4 separate regions of the Mus musculus genome follow, and all the other regions are linked to region 1. Evidence: chromatin contacts called from public Hi-C, HiCAR-type and HiChIP or PLAC-seq data. All regions are on one chromosome and are shown on one strand. The core of a region is the stretch at or near the end of the contact, and the rest is flanking DNA. Distances in the headings are between cores, read along the strand shown.

The links. A called contact is a pair of places that touch in the nucleus more often than the background predicts. HiCAR-type assays count read pairs that join an accessible place to other places. HiChIP or PLAC-seq counts read pairs in DNA pulled down with a chosen protein or histone mark.
Region 2: a contact with region 1 is called in a HiCAR-type map of astrocytes, with 6 times the contacts expected there. The contact joins the promoter of Astn2 here to the promoter of Brinp1 in region 1. A contact is called at or near these places in 3 of 39 promoter capture datasets (3T3-L1-derived adipocytes, the C10 cell line and stem cell-derived epiblast-like cells), 1 of 484 Hi-C or Micro-C datasets (cerebellar granule neurons) and 1 of 115 datasets of contacts at active chromatin or transcription factors (astrocytes).
Region 3: a Hi-C map of cerebellar granule neurons shows a contact between it and region 1, with 4 times the contacts expected there. The contact joins the enhancer-like site here to the promoter of Brinp1 in region 1. A contact is called at or near these places in 11 of 39 promoter capture datasets (the 3T3-L1 cell line, the HPC-7 cell line, cranial neural crest and 8 more), 2 of 15 datasets of contacts at CTCF or cohesin (the NIH/3T3 cell line and stem cell-derived epiblast-like cells), 13 of 484 Hi-C or Micro-C datasets (brain, cerebellar granule neurons, cerebellum and 7 more) and 3 of 115 datasets of contacts at active chromatin or transcription factors (astrocytes, forebrain and neural progenitor cells).
Region 4: a contact with region 1 is called in an H3K27ac HiChIP or PLAC-seq map of the NIH/3T3 cell line, with 34 times the contacts expected there. The contact joins the promoter of Tlr4 here to the promoter of Brinp1 in region 1. A contact is called at or near these places in 4 of 39 promoter capture datasets (cranial neural crest, hippocampal neurons, liver and 1 more) and 2 of 115 datasets of contacts at active chromatin or transcription factors (the NIH/3T3 cell line and astrocytes).

What each region holds. Positions count from the first base shown.
Region 1 is chr4:68,952,716-68,956,300 of GRCm38.p6, forward strand. Brinp1 (bone morphogenic protein/retinoic acid inducible neural specific 1) reads right to left here and starts at 1,682. Exons shown (of 8, transcript NM_019967.2): 1 at 1,299-1,682.
Region 2 is chr4:66,402,688-66,406,272 of GRCm38.p6, forward strand. Astn2 (astrotactin 2) reads right to left here and starts at 1,796. Exons shown (of 23, transcript NM_207109.2): 1 at 1,196-1,796. The coding sequence starts at 1,673.
Region 3 is chr4:66,767,360-66,770,944 of GRCm38.p6, forward strand. No RefSeq gene overlaps it. Among named protein-coding and RNA genes, the nearest start is that of Tlr4, 58 kb to the right of the region's middle. Within about 2 kb of position 1,557, at least 26 of the 459 cell types and tissues checked have an H3K27ac peak or open chromatin away from gene starts, as enhancers often do. A contact at or near this core is called in cerebellar granule neurons and cerebellum, where this site is marked.
Region 4 is chr4:66,825,682-66,829,266 of GRCm38.p6, forward strand. It overlaps Tlr4 (toll-like receptor 4), which reads left to right and starts at 1,870. Exons shown (of 3, transcript NM_021297.3): 1 at 1,870-2,240. The coding sequence starts at 2,151.

The sequences.
Region 1 (3,585 bases), core at 432-2,931:
CACATTCTGAGATGAATTCCCCACCCACTGTCCCTCACAAACTGTAGTCCCTTGGTCCTCAAATACATACATATAGACCTCCCCCCCACACCCACGAAGAGACACTAATCTCTCTCCCTTCTCCCAGTAGCTTCCTAACTTCCTGGAGCCATGAGAAAGCACAGTTTTAAGAAGAGATTCTGGGGCTTCCAAAGCTTGTCTGAGATGGAGAAGGCAAAAAGAATGCGTCCTAGGAAAGTACACATCAGTCTCCTGCCAAAGCACCCAGCGATGCCCCAAAGGCTATTTTCTCTGGTGCTGGATGTGACTGAGATGGACAATCACATTGCCAGAGGATGCTTGCTCTTTTCCCCTGAGATGATTCAGGCAAACTTACCCAGACCACCCCCTCAGAAAAAAGGCTGGGGGGGGGGGTTGATTGCAACAGGGAGACAGGATGACATCTCTACCCAAGACTTGTCATGCAGTAGATAAGGAGATTCCTGACTTCCTCCTTTCTTTCTCACTCCATACTCAGCCTTTCCAAATTCCCATCAGAATCCTGGAGTCTGCCCAGTGTGGAATTTAAAGGGACAGCATCTCGCTTGTCTCGGGTTTTGGACATGTCTCTTTCATTTTTAACGGTGAGTTCAAGTGTGCAGCACTACCCCATGATTTAGACGATATTTTTCTTTCATTGGTATCATTACTGGAATAAATAAGGCACCGTATATATTCCTGGCATCTCCCAAACCAATGCCCAGAGACCTAAGAGGAAGTCCACAGCGGGCTTCCCGGTGGCTACGTGATACTGTAGTAAGAACCCCATTCCATTCCCTGCAAGCTGAAGAGATCTAATTAAAAATACACAGACGCGCACACATGCAAACACACACACACACACACACACACACACACACACACACACACACACACACGCATACACACACACCGCTGAAAGTAGGTTATAGGGCACAAACACACACACTCACACAGACAGACACACAACACGCATCAAACGCAAACGACGCTGCACAGGCAAACATACACTAGCACCACATCAAGTTCCCACCATGGTACACACGTCGGGAGCGCGCGGGGACACACACGACACTTAACTAAAACCCGCATTTAACCCATGGAGTCCAATCTACAGGAAACCCAGTCTCCAGAACAGAAGAGGACTTGGAGGCGAGGGAAGACCGGACGAGGGTGCTGGAAGGGGGATGGGAGGCGCAGGCGGGGGCGCCCCGACTGCGGTCCGGGGCTGGTTCCAAGGGCAGAGGGGCTGTGGGGAGCTGCGCCCGGAGTCGCCTTACCTGGAGTCAATGTCCGTCTTTGGCGGAGAGCAGCGGAAAGACGCTTTTTATTCGGCTCGGTGGGAACTTGGAAGAGCCCTGCGTCCAGCTCGCATACCGGGGACGGCGCGGGGACTGCAGGCGTGGGGGTACCTGGCTCCTAGCAGCCTGGCTCATACTCAGCCTTAAAGTCCCCTTGGCTGGTCCCGAGGACAGGCATGAATCCCGACTCCAAAAGGTGGCCACTACTCCCTCTGCCTCTGGCTCTCTGGCTCTCTCGCCTTCTCCTTTGCCTGCGCTCTTCTCCTCCTCCTGCCCACCCCCTGTGCCAGATCAGTTCGCAGCCGCGGGGACTCGGAGCGAGGCGGCTGGCGAATGGAGAGGGAAGTCCAAGTGCGCCGCGGTCTCCGGGAGGGGAGCAGCGGAGGCCGGGCTAGGCAGTGGGAGGGACTTTGCTGGCAATGGAGGAAAATGAATGGGGGAGAGACTGCCGGGGGCGGGGAGGGCGGAGCTGAGTGCCGGGGTAGATTCCAAGGAGTGTTTTGTACGTCTTCGGGCGTTGGGGGAAGAGAAGGGAGAGGAGAAGAGAAGTGGGGCCGCCTGAAGGGAGGGGCAGATTGGGTGGGCAAAGGATGAGCTTCAGAGGAACTCACATGGGTCTGGGGACAGTGCTGCAAGACTCCTTACAGGAGCACCCAAAAGAACCATGTGCGCGCAGATCCTGAATCGTGATTCCAGCTGAAATGAGTCTGTAGCTGAGTGATGCGCGAGCGTCTGGTATTTCTGATTATGCGGGAGCTTGACGTGACTGCGTGTACATACCTGAGTGGGTTTTGTCTGGGGTGACGCACGTCTGAGTCCCGTTGTGTCTCTGTGTTTCTCTGTGACTACTGGAAATTGTTTTTGTGTGTAGGCGAGAGCCCACTTAACCTCCCAGAATTAAGCACGCGCTTCCTTACGTGGGAAGGATGTCAGAGTGGGAAGCCGAAGAGAACGCAAAGTTCTCTAGGGACCACCAGAGACAGGGAAAAGGCCAGGGTAGCTAGACGAACACAAGAATACAGATAGCTGAAAAACTCCGCATTCAGCCTGAGGTGCAGGCAGGGCCTCTGCCTGAAGTAAAACGAAAGGCCTTTTTTTCATGGTCTAAATTTACACATTGTACGGATTCTCTGTATTTTGCTTTATTTTACTCAAAGCTTAAATCCCACCGGAAGTGTAGATTCCTAGTCTTTTAAAGAATTGTCCAGGGTGGGAATCTCTGTCGAAGCTATGAGAGTGAGAGGCAGAAAACCAAAAGGAAAATATTGAACAATGTAAAGGAATCCAGATATAGTGAAAAGTGTAAGTGTTCGGCATGAACTGGAATCCTGTCTGTGTAGGACCTTGGCCAAGTTATCTTAGCCTTCACTTTCTCCCTGTTTAGTAAGATGAGATAACTAACCCTCTAATGAGATTGCTGTGTAGTTGAAAGAAAAATTGTAATATATATTCCTTCCATGTAGTTAATGCACCTTGTATATTACTCGCTGCTGTGATTCTTTCTGATATCAATGTTTCTTTTACCCAAAAGGTAACACGAGAGAGATGAAGTAGGTAGAAAAATGTAGAAGAACCTAAAAAACAGTGACTAAAAAGGAGGAGTTTTGAAGCAAAATGAGAGGAAAAAAATCCTTGAATTACAGACTAGGAACTTGAGAACAATCAGCATAATCGACAAAGAAGGAGTAGAGGGGAAAGAAGAAACATACAGGGATCAGGGGAGAGAGAGGCTAGCAGCAGAACGCAAGAGAGGTTTCCTCTTCATTTGCACTGCACAGTAAATGAGACAAGGTCAGTACCATGGACAGCTCCCAGGCCACTGCTGGGATCGGAAAGGTGATTTTTCTTTCTGACTGATGGAAACTCAGAAACTTCTCTTTTTATTGGTCAAGAACTTTGTTCTTCCCTTGGCTTCTAGCCTGAGTTGATATCCTGATCAGTTCTTCTCGAAAAGATTACAATTATGAAGAAATACACTCACCACACATGAAGTCCCACTTGCTATCTTGTACCTTTTCTTTTTCTTTCTTTTTTTTTTTTAGCCCTCTCTTTCTATTCATCTATACCACATTGCTTCTTAGTTATTTATCACATTCTTGTTTTGCTCTGTCACCCCCATCTGGGAGCTGCCTCTTTGAAAAATACCAACAACAGCTGGTGATGCAGTCAAGAAATCAGTCTAAAACAACCTAGTCACATAAAGACCAAGACAGAGTTGTTCCCTTTCCTATATAGTCTTTCATAATTAGACTTTCATGGTAGCCTA
Region 2 (3,585 bases), core at 546-3,045, 2.5 Mb before region 1:
GCTTCCAGGTTGGCTCCTAAGTATGCCAACCACTAAAGCCCGCCACTTCGCGACACTAGAACAAGATTCAGATCCCTCCCAAAACAAGGATCCTGCAGAAGCGTCTCCACGCGAGCCCTTGGCGCCTCTCCCGCACTGTTGTTGGCCTGACTCCGACAACCAATCCGGCCCCGCGCCCCCAAGAGGGGAGGGGAGAGCGAGCGAACAGCGAGCGCGGGAGAGCTAAGGGGAACAACATTTTTGTAAACGCTCTCTGAGATAATTAAGCTATCAATTACCCGGGTGGGAAATCAGCCGCGCTTCCCACAGCTCCACGGAAGGGCCGACTCCTCCGGAATTCGCGCTGGGAATCAGCAGGCGGCAAGCTGCTGGCGAACTTTCTGATTAACTTTACTATTTGAGCCCCCTACCCCCATCAGTTTCCTCTTCGGTCCTTTTTCTTAGCCCAGTAAGTGAACAGCAATGACAAGCCTACGCACGACTAGGAGTAATGGAGAAAAGAGAAGGTGATAGGGATAGCGGGGACGGAGGGAGAATCTAAAAGTAGAGATCTTGGGCTCAGAACCTCAGTCCTCAAATATCGACTCAATCGATTCCAGCCCCAATTTAAGGAAAGCCAAAAACCGAAGCTCAGAGGGTAAGAGACTTAGCCAAGGTCACCAAGACCATGAGAAGGGAAAGCTTTTGAGGACTGGGTCTTTCCTTGTTCACGTAGCTAGTCTGAATTGATCCTAAGAAAACCGGTCTTGAAGGGGAGGATCCACAACTCGAGACTAGACAGAGGGGGCAGACAACTGGAGCTGTCCAGAAGAGCAGTGCGCAGCATGACCATGAACTGGCTTCAGAGCAAGGGTCTTCCTTGCCCAGTACCTGGTCAGAGCACACCGAGAGACTTGGGGTCTTCTGCGTCCTAGATGCAAGGGGCGGAGCTCAGAGAATTGATTGCAAAACTGAGAGCCAGGTCCCCGCTGCGGGATCCTTGGCACGCCCCCGGGCTCCCAGAGCGCGCGCTCCAGGACCTCCTGCCCCACACTTCTTTACAACCACCTGTGCGCCCTCCGGGCCCCTGGGCTGCCCTTTGCCAACCCTGATGGGGCAGCCTGGAGCGGGGATTCCCAGGGCGCCCCCACCCGTCCGGTATCACTTAGGGGTTCTGGGTTTCTTGGGACTCCGCGTGTGCGGCGCCTACCCTTACCCAGGGTGAAGAAGGGCAGCTCAGTGTTGTCCAGGTCATCTTGTACCGCGATGCGCCCGGGGAGCTCATTACGCACAAAGAGAAGGAGACGAGACTCCGCGGCTGTGCCGGCTGAACCCGCGGAGCCCGGGGACGCGGCGGAGGCGGCAGCAGCAGCAGCTCCGGCCCCGGCTCCGGTCCCGGCCCCAGCCCCGGCCGCGGCCCCGGTGCGGGCACCGCTCCAGCCGATGTCGCTTTCCCGCAGAGCGGGCAGCGTGGATACGGTGACGGTCTTGAGCCGGCATGGGCTGTCGGGCTCCCGCGAGGCGGCGGCGGCCGTGGCGCCGGCCAGCAACGGCGGCGGCGGCAGCAGGAGCAGAAACAGCAACAGCAGCGGCGGCGGCGGTGGCGGCGGCGGCCCCGGGTGGAAGCCGAGCCTCGGCCGCCCCCGAAGCCCCAAGCCGCGGCCCGGGCTGCGCCGGGCGCCGGCGGCGGCCATGGCAGGAGGGGCTGCGGTGCTGCGGGCGGTGGCGACCGTGAAGAAGAAGGAAGAAGAAGCAGCGGTGGAGACAGCGGACACTGAAGCGAACCAGGACGCCCGAGCTAAGGAGCCTAGAGAGCCACTAGCCAGCAGCCCCCAGCTCGGGGCTCCGCCTCCCGATCAGCCCTGGACCGCCCCCCCGCGCCGCCTCCCCGCGCCCCGCCGCCGGCCCCCCCTTCGCCCGCTCCCCTGGCGGACCCTGAGCTTTTCGGAGGCTCCGCCCGGCTTCGTACAGGTCCCAGTAGCTCCCTCCCCTTTCTTAGGTTTCCCCTAAAGCCTCCTGCACAGGGTTCTTCAGCTCCAACATCTCTCTCTAAAATTCTTTACACTTAGGGGCCCCTCTTGCGTCTCCTCCAATCTCTCTTAAGTCAAATCAACTACCTTAGCTTCATCCCACCCTTGGCTCAAGCTGCAGTACACCCGGGAAAGCACTGTCGCCAAGCCTTGACCAAGGCCAGGCCTTCCTGGGAGTTGAGTGCTCCTCTGGACAGCCAAGACAACTTTCTCCTCCCCACATCAATCTCAAGAATCAGTCTCTTCAATCTTCTACCCTGTTCTATCTTCTGAAATAAGTTCCCAGAGGCATCAGGAAATCCTCCCCAACCACTTGTCTGAAATCTCACTACCAGGAGGACCACACGTCATTTCTCCATCCAGGTCTGGGTTGCAGCCTTGAAGGCTAGTGCACACATAAGCTTGGGACTTTGACCTCTAATATGTTCCCCACCAGTTGACTCCAGCTGGGCTGTTCTGGCCCTTAGCTGCCTCCATGCTGGCCCTGCCAGGCAGCCCACTCAGGCACTTTTACTCTGCCTCCCTGCTCCAAGTTTGGAGCAGCTTTACTTGGCAGCTTCCAATCTCAGTAAGAAATTCCTGAAAAGGGCACTAGGAAGGGACCTTTCCTGGCATCCTAGGCTTTGGGTCGTTTCCCAGTTCCCACAGGAGAGGGCTGTTCACTCATCAACTCTGCTCATGGCACACACACACACACACACACACACACACACACACACACACACACACACATATTTCCCTGGAGATTCAAGTTTAACCTTAAATCTGGGTCTTAGAATACCCTGTGGCCTTGGGCTGATTCCAGTTTCTAACCTAGATACATCAGACCTATACTGAAAGGGAAACATCACCTCTGTGAGAATGGACCTGCACACTCTCCTTTGCCTAGTAAAACTTTTCTTCATCTTCTTACCTCTTTTGCTCTGTCTTTCATCTCTGCACTCATTTCCTTCTTCCCTGCGTTGACTTTAATCTTACAAAAGCTTCCTCACTATAATTTATGAGCCATTTCCCTCCTCTGTGGAGCTTGGCTGTCTGTTCCTTACTGTAGTCTTACCATTGGCTGTTTTGTTTTGTTTTCCCCCTAACTTTTCCTTTCTGCCTCTTCCCTTTCACACTACTCTTTCATTTTTCCCTTCACCACTTTTTGAAACTATTTTGAAGCTTTTGGAAAAAGTCAGATATCTAAAAACACAGGGAAAATATAGGTCTGTGCACTTCTCTAGGTTTTAGACATGTGCATACGTGAGTTTTATACATAATTATAACCCCATGAGGGTGGTGTGCACTTTCCCGTTTTTTTTTTGTTTGTTTGTTTGGAAAAAAAAAAACAACCTGGGATCAGTATGTCAGGAAAGTGAAGAAACTTTCCAAGGTCACTTGGCTAAAAACCAAGATTCAAACTCTCAACCTCTAAGCCTTACCTATTTCTATGAAATTGAACTGCCCTCAGTGACCTTGGGGACTGAGTCCTCTGGGGCTACTGAGTTTGAAAAATGCAGCTCCCAAACTCCACTTACTTATCTGTGAACCCTCGATGTGTGTTGGGGGGTGGTGGTGGTGGTGACATCTAGCT
Region 3 (3,585 bases), core at 307-2,806, 2.2 Mb before region 1:
AGCATGTTTCAACCATTATTGTACATAGAAAGTGGCCTTCCAGGACATGGACTTTTTCATTGTGTGCATCTGTGAAAAATGTGAAAATTATAACAGGGTTAAACTAGTCTCTGTTATAATGAACTATATAATAGGAAGTGACCAACCATAAGGGCATTCTGCTTAGGCTTTCACATCTTGCCACTGTGGCAAGATGAATTTTCAGATGCTGAGATTATAGTTTGTGAGAGACTTCTGAAGCCAGGCTAGGGGGTCTACTGCTGACAATCCATTATGCCTTGCTTACTGTTCATGCCTGATTTGAAATGTTTTCACTATATTGTCTTTTGTCCCTTCCAAATGCTACCATTTTGTTTATTTAAATATGTCTTCTCTTGGCTAATGTAACATCCTCCATTGGGAATTCTGTCTTAAAAGGTGACCCACAGCCTAGGTAACGTCACCAGCCCCTGATTTACATGTTTAAACAAATTATAGCATGTTTACCTGAGAGAAACCAAAATGTGATTCATAATTTGACTCCTGGGTATTTTCAATGCACATGTATTCTCTGACCATACTACTTTCTTAATAAAACATGCTTTGTTTACACTTCGTATCATGATGGACTTGCATACTTACTGAGTGCATATTCACGTTACGCATCTTAGTGTAAATGGGAATGATTGCAACGCTGATCTATCTTACTACTCAGGACCTCCAGAGTCACTAGCATAACAAGTCATAATAATACTAACTAGAATTCTCTGAAGAATTGAAAAGATGGAATGAGTGTATATTACAGAAATGATCTCTTTGAGTAGGTTATACTGTCTGGGCTATATGGTCTTAACAATGGCTGTTTGTGTGTCAGAGAGGCTAAGAACTCAGTAGCTACTCAGTCTATAAGCAGAATGAATCTGGTGATGTAGGGTTGGAGGATTCTTAGAGAGACGCTGTTTTTCAGCACATGTTGGGGGCTAATCAGACCTTAGATGCAATACAATATTCTCTTTATTCAACTAGGTAAAACCCAAAAGTGACTGTGTTTTACTCCAGGACACATAGTTCGGATTGGTAAAGCTATAGTTCTGATATAGATATGAAACATGGGAGACCCGGGAAGAGGTTACTCAGGCAGGAAAATCAGACTTGGTAAGGAAATAGTGAATATTTTTTTGTGCTTTTGCTGTCTTCAAAATACATTTTAAAAACTCACTGCTACTTAGAAGTACCATATGTTAGTCTAGGAGCATTATTTCCACATATTTTATAATTTCAGTAGGTGCTACAAGTGAAATAAATAAAATGAAAGGGATTTGGAAGTCAGAAAGGTTAACTGCATCTGGGTAAAGGACATGATTCTTCATCAGTATCTTTCTTAAAATAGAAGATAGAAGCATTCTACAAAAGGGTGCTATAAGGATTAAATATGTGATAAAAGCCCCTAAATATATTTGTCCTCCGTGCCATCACTAGGAACAGGGAAGATGCCATCCGTGATCTGTCAAGTCCTGTTCTCTCTTGTCAGTTTAAGCTTCAGTTTTCCTGAACGCTTAAGTGGGGTGCAGTGCCAGTTCTTCCCACATGATGGAGATGCAGGGCCACAAAAAGGGTTGAGAAGAATGTATTTATGAAGCATGCTTTAGGCGAACCAGAAAGTAAAGATTCTCCAGACCACAGGCCATAGTTACTTGAGGGGCCACAAGCAGATAACCTTAGATCAAACACAGGTGCTGTCATTCTGTAGCTCTGCTTGACTCAAAATTCTTCTCAAGGTGTAGCTGATGAAGCAATGAACATTCTAAATTATACTTACTTTAAACATGTAAGAGGATGTTTATGTTTCTGTCCTCCTGTGTCCCTGTTTTCTTTCTGTCTGGATTATGTCTATGCTTAAGAAACAGTTGCTTGAAGCTTGTTATCCAATGTGTTAGTTGGAGGGATAAATGTTTGGGTGCTGTTGTGTGCACCTGTAAGAAAAGGTGAAGAGTGGGAAGGGACACCAGTCCAATGCCCAGCCATACATGCCACCTCCTCAGTGTTCTGCTCAACTGTAAAATTTTTGAGGAGCCTTTGTGTCTGGGCAAACGAGAGATTGTATATGTATGCATTATGTGTGTAGTTATGCTAAACGTGTTATTTTATGTGCAGTAATGTGTGCATTGAGTATGTGCATGTGAGACTGGGTGTGCATAGTTGCATCTTGCCTATGATCATATGTCATTAAGCGGGCCTGGATGTCTGTATAGATTAAGCACATATAGAATTACTGTGTGCATGTGTGTTTGGATTATGCTCATGTGTGATTCTGACTCATGCTTCTGTGTGTTCTGTATGTATGAGCATGATTATACACATACACATATTTGATCATGTGTACATGAGTATTATGCACATTGGGTCAGCTCCTGTGATGCTGTATACATGTATGTGTCTCACTGTCCAGTTCCCATCCTCTTGCAAGAGATCACCTCAGTTTCTATCATAGTTCTATTGCTCCAAAACACAAACTATGTGGAACAGAAAGAGGTTAGGCTGAGAAATGATAAGTCTTCCAAGAAGAGAAAGAACGAGTGCAGGAGAATCCTTGCTTTGAGTGTGCCTGTGGTATGTGCATGAGGTGTTAAAAATACTATGGGAAGCAGTCCTAGAGGGGAGTGATGCTGATTAGATAGCCATCCTTCATCAGGAAATTTCTAAGCAAGAATCTACGTTCCATATCTGGAGAGGAAAACATAAGGTCCATGACCAGAAGATGGTGGTGCTGAAGAAGAGATGGTGTGTGTGTGTGTGTGTGTATGTGTGTGTGTGTGTGTGTGTGTGTGTGTGTGTGTGTGCATTTTTTTTTGTTTCTATGCGCATTCACGTAAGCATAAATTGTGCCCGTTTTCCATTTTATTTTACAAAGACAGAACTCAAATTTTAAGTCACAATTGATTTCCAGAAATCATTATTTCTAAACACTCCCAGTCAAATTCCCCATTCCTTTATATCTTTAGTATTTGGATGAAATTACTTTGTGTTCTTAATCTTACATGATGACAGAAAGGACTGTTCAAATGTTCCACTGGCTTAGACATTCCAGGCATGGGTTGTCTCTTTCTACTCTCTCCCCTTAGCTACCTGTGGCCTTATCCCTTCTTTCATGCCATATATTGTCCCCCAGTATAGGGAGACAAGGTAGTAATCTCTATTTGATTTTTTCTATTTCTTACTTATGATGCGACTAAGAAACATTTTCCCACATATTCATATTTGTAAAGACTATTTTCAAAGACATGCATGCTGGAGAGACTGTGTGGGTGGGATTTGAGGGAGAATGTGTTATGATTTTTTTGTTACCATAATTATTTACTAACCTTTTATTCAAGGACTGTGATGGAAGATCGACAAAACAACTCCCATCCTCTAATCAATTATTGCTGGAAGACAATAAATATCTATTCAGTGTTTCCTTTGTGTTCTCGGAGAGAAGGATATATTGATTGCCTTTAAAGTTGGGGCCTCTCCAAAGACACCAGGTAGGCAGTCACAACTGGTTTTGCTAATCCAATAATCTTTGTGAGCCTAGTTTACATGAAGACAACAGCAATAAGAATAAAA
Region 4 (3,585 bases), core at 620-3,119, 2.1 Mb before region 1:
TAATGAGGATCTGTGCTATGATTAATTTAATTCAACCACACAAGATAGATAATCTTCTATTTATTTAAAGATTTTTCTTTTTATTTTCATTCATGTATGAGTGTTTACCTACATATTTGTATGACTATCACATGCAGTGTCCATGCGAGTCAGAGGAGAGAAATAGATTCCCTGGAATTAGAGTTACAGATGGTTGTGGGATAGCATATGGGTGCTGGGAAGCAAACCCCTTTCTTTCAGAAGAGCAGAAATGACTCTTAATTGATGAGCTATCTTCCCAACTCTATACCTTCATTCTCATAGTAGCAAATGGAGAACTGGCTTGTATAGCTTGACTGCTGTCATGCATCTTTTTTTTTTTTTTTCTCTTCAGAGGCAGATGGATCTTTGAATCAGAACAATGAAGGGACCCAGTCTCTCCATGGAAGTGGAGACTGTACATAATTTTGCAGGGGGCTTGGGTTTTATATGGTGAAAAGGGGGATTTGGGGATAGAAGTTTCATAATGCAGGTCAGTTCTCCTGAAGTCTCAGTGGAGGTTGGAGGTTGCTGGTATTTTCATCTTCTTATCAGAAGCTTCCCTGGGAAGCTACCACATGCCAGCAGTCCACAGATGATCCAAGCAGAATCACATAGCCTTCTAAGTGTATGTATTCTAAATATTAGTATTTAGATATGTCAAATAATGTAAATATGTAAAGAAGGAGGGAGGTAAAAACTGTTCTCAGGTTTACAGGGCTGAAAATGAGGCTCAGGAAATAAAATCATTTGGACAAGGTGATCTGGTGTTTAGTCATCTGACCTGACCTTTACTTCAGCAACTTCTGATTCCCTTCACTACTTCTTCACTAGCAGTGTCACATGTAGAATTATGTACTGTTCCCTAAAATTCATAGGCTGTGCCTGTTTCTGTGACTGCAATTTAAAAATTCATCTCCCAGTGCCATGTCCTATGACTTGAATTTAATGAGATAATTAAAGTAAACTAATGTCTTATGGGTCTGCCTTAATACAATATAACTGATTATTTTAAAAAAAGAGGTCAGGGGCCAGGGAGATATCTCAGTTGATAAAATGTTTCAAATTCATGAAGACCTGCAGATCCTCAGTAACAGCATTTAAAAAAATGAAATAAATAAACAAATAAAAAGCAAACATCGTAAAAAAACAACATCACAAACAACAAAAACCCGAATGCTGATATCTATAATTCCAGCACTGGGAAAAGGCTAGCTACAGGTGGGAGATCTCAAAACTTAACTGATCAGTCAGTATAGCCAAGGAATCAGTACCAGGTTCAGTTAGAGACCTCGGCTCCAAAACAATGGTGGAGCCTCTTGAGTTTCTCCCACAGCTCACGAGCCTGCTCCTATCTTTCCTGAACGTTCTCCTTTTAATAATAAACACTATGATCCTGTTTCCAATAATAAATAGTAATTAATAATAAAAGAAGATTGAGAACTGAGAACTGCAGAAGGCACTCAATAGTGAACTCTGGCTTTTACACACACACACACACACACACACACACACACACACACACACACACACACACACACACACGAAATATACATCCCCCCCGTGAACGAATGAACACGTACACACATAGGTAAAAGAAAGCATCATGACACAAGACACGGCAACTGATGATATCTTCATCCTGGGTTTTAATCTCTAGCATTGTGAGAAAATATGTTCCTCTAGTCTGAAACATCCAGTCCCTAATACTGTGCTCTGGGAGACTTGGGAGTCTAACTGAAGCAGTAAGCATCCTCTGTTGAAAATAAAGAAGGAATGAGGATGTTGCTCCACGCCAGTTCCCTGCCTTCACCAAGCCCAGAGGTCAGATGACTTCCTGGGATGAAAGCCAGCTTCCTCTTGCTGTTCCTCCAGTCGGTCAGCAAACGCCTTCTTCCTGTTCTAGTCTTCAGTCTTCTAACTTCCCTCCTGCGACGGGGCAGATCGATTCTAGAACAAAACCAAAAGTGAGAATGCTAAGGTTGGCACTCTCACTTCCTCTTTGAATATAGTACTTGCAGAGGGGCACCCACTGGGAGGGAAGAGGCAGGTGTCCCAGGGACTCTGCGCTGCCACCAGTTACAGATCGTCATGTTCTCTCATGGCCTCCACTGGTTGCAGAAAATGCCAGGATGATGCCTCCCTGGCTCCTGGCTAGGACTCTGATCATGGCACTGTTCTTCTCCTGCCTGACACCAGGAAGCTTGAATCCCTGCATAGAGGTATGTGTCTTGATCGCATGTGATCACACCCTTTCCTGCTAGCCTGCCTTGTTTCTCAAAACTATCCACAGCTCAGAGCTCCCTGTGTGTGCTCTGCTTAGTTTATTTTGCACGAAGGAGTTAAACTAACCAAAAACTTGAGAAGCCTTGGCAACAAAAAGCCTCAGTGTTAACACAGGGCAGGAACAGGCAGCCAGGGGTGTCTTGTTTCATTTAAGGCGTCTGAGTCATGATTTAGGGACTTGAAATTAGTAAAACTAGTTTATAGTCATTGTTCTGTGACATACCTGAGAGTCGTTAAAGAACTTACTGAACGTCTCTGAGGCCAGTATTCACGGGACGAAAGCATGACTGTAATCACTGAAAAATGTAAGTAGGCTGTAATTTCAGGGCTTTCTGTGGGAACTCTGGCCACTCAGCTTTTAGCGGTCATTCCTTCCCTTTCCAAATCAAGTGAAGGTAGCTGTGTCTTTTCTGCTGCTTTCGAAGCATCTTTGAGATGCTTTGAGTGGTAGCTCAGCAGGTAAGGTCAGTGGCTGCCAAGCCTGATGAAAATCTGAGTTCAAGCCTCAAGCCTCACAAGTTAGAGGCAGGGAATCTCCTCCTTTAAGATGTCTTCTCACTTGCAAGTGTCTGCCTTGGCAGGTGTGTATATGCATGAGCACACACACAAATGAATAAAGGGAACAATTGTCTTAAATGAAAGAATTTCTATTAAAAAATAAAACAACAAAACACACAAAAACACAAAGACTTTTCTAAGTGATTTTAGTATTCTGCAACTAATTCTAGGAGATAAAGAAATGGGAGGGGTGAGGGAAGGAGAGGGACAGAGCAACTTAAAACATCAATTAGTTACTGCTAAGGCAGTAACTCCCGTTTTGGTCGAATACTGAGTCGTGAGTAATCTGACCCATGACTCATTCTTGTTTTCCTCCTGCACAGACCACGCAATTATCTTAGAAGCTCACAATAGAACTGAGCAAACAAGGAAGGAATTCGGGGTGAGGTAGGCTCAGAAGCTCAAAACTGGTTCAATGAGTTAAGATACATGACATTCACATGGGGAAAAATACTGTTAATTTTAAAAAGTTATAATCACAGTATCTTGCTTTCTGATTCCTCAGTTATGTTGGCAGAGATGGAATTTCCAATCAGTGCTACACTGAGATAAAATCCCGTTGCTCTTGGTGTCTGGTGTGCTTTGTCAACTCTCAAAGCTTGCTTGTTCCTTCTGTAAGCCAGGTCTCAGGGCCCTTGGCCTTGTCTTCAGGAGTGATTCCTGACTGGTTTCCTAGTTCATATTCCTTTCTATACCCACACACAGTTTCTTCTTTATTTGTTG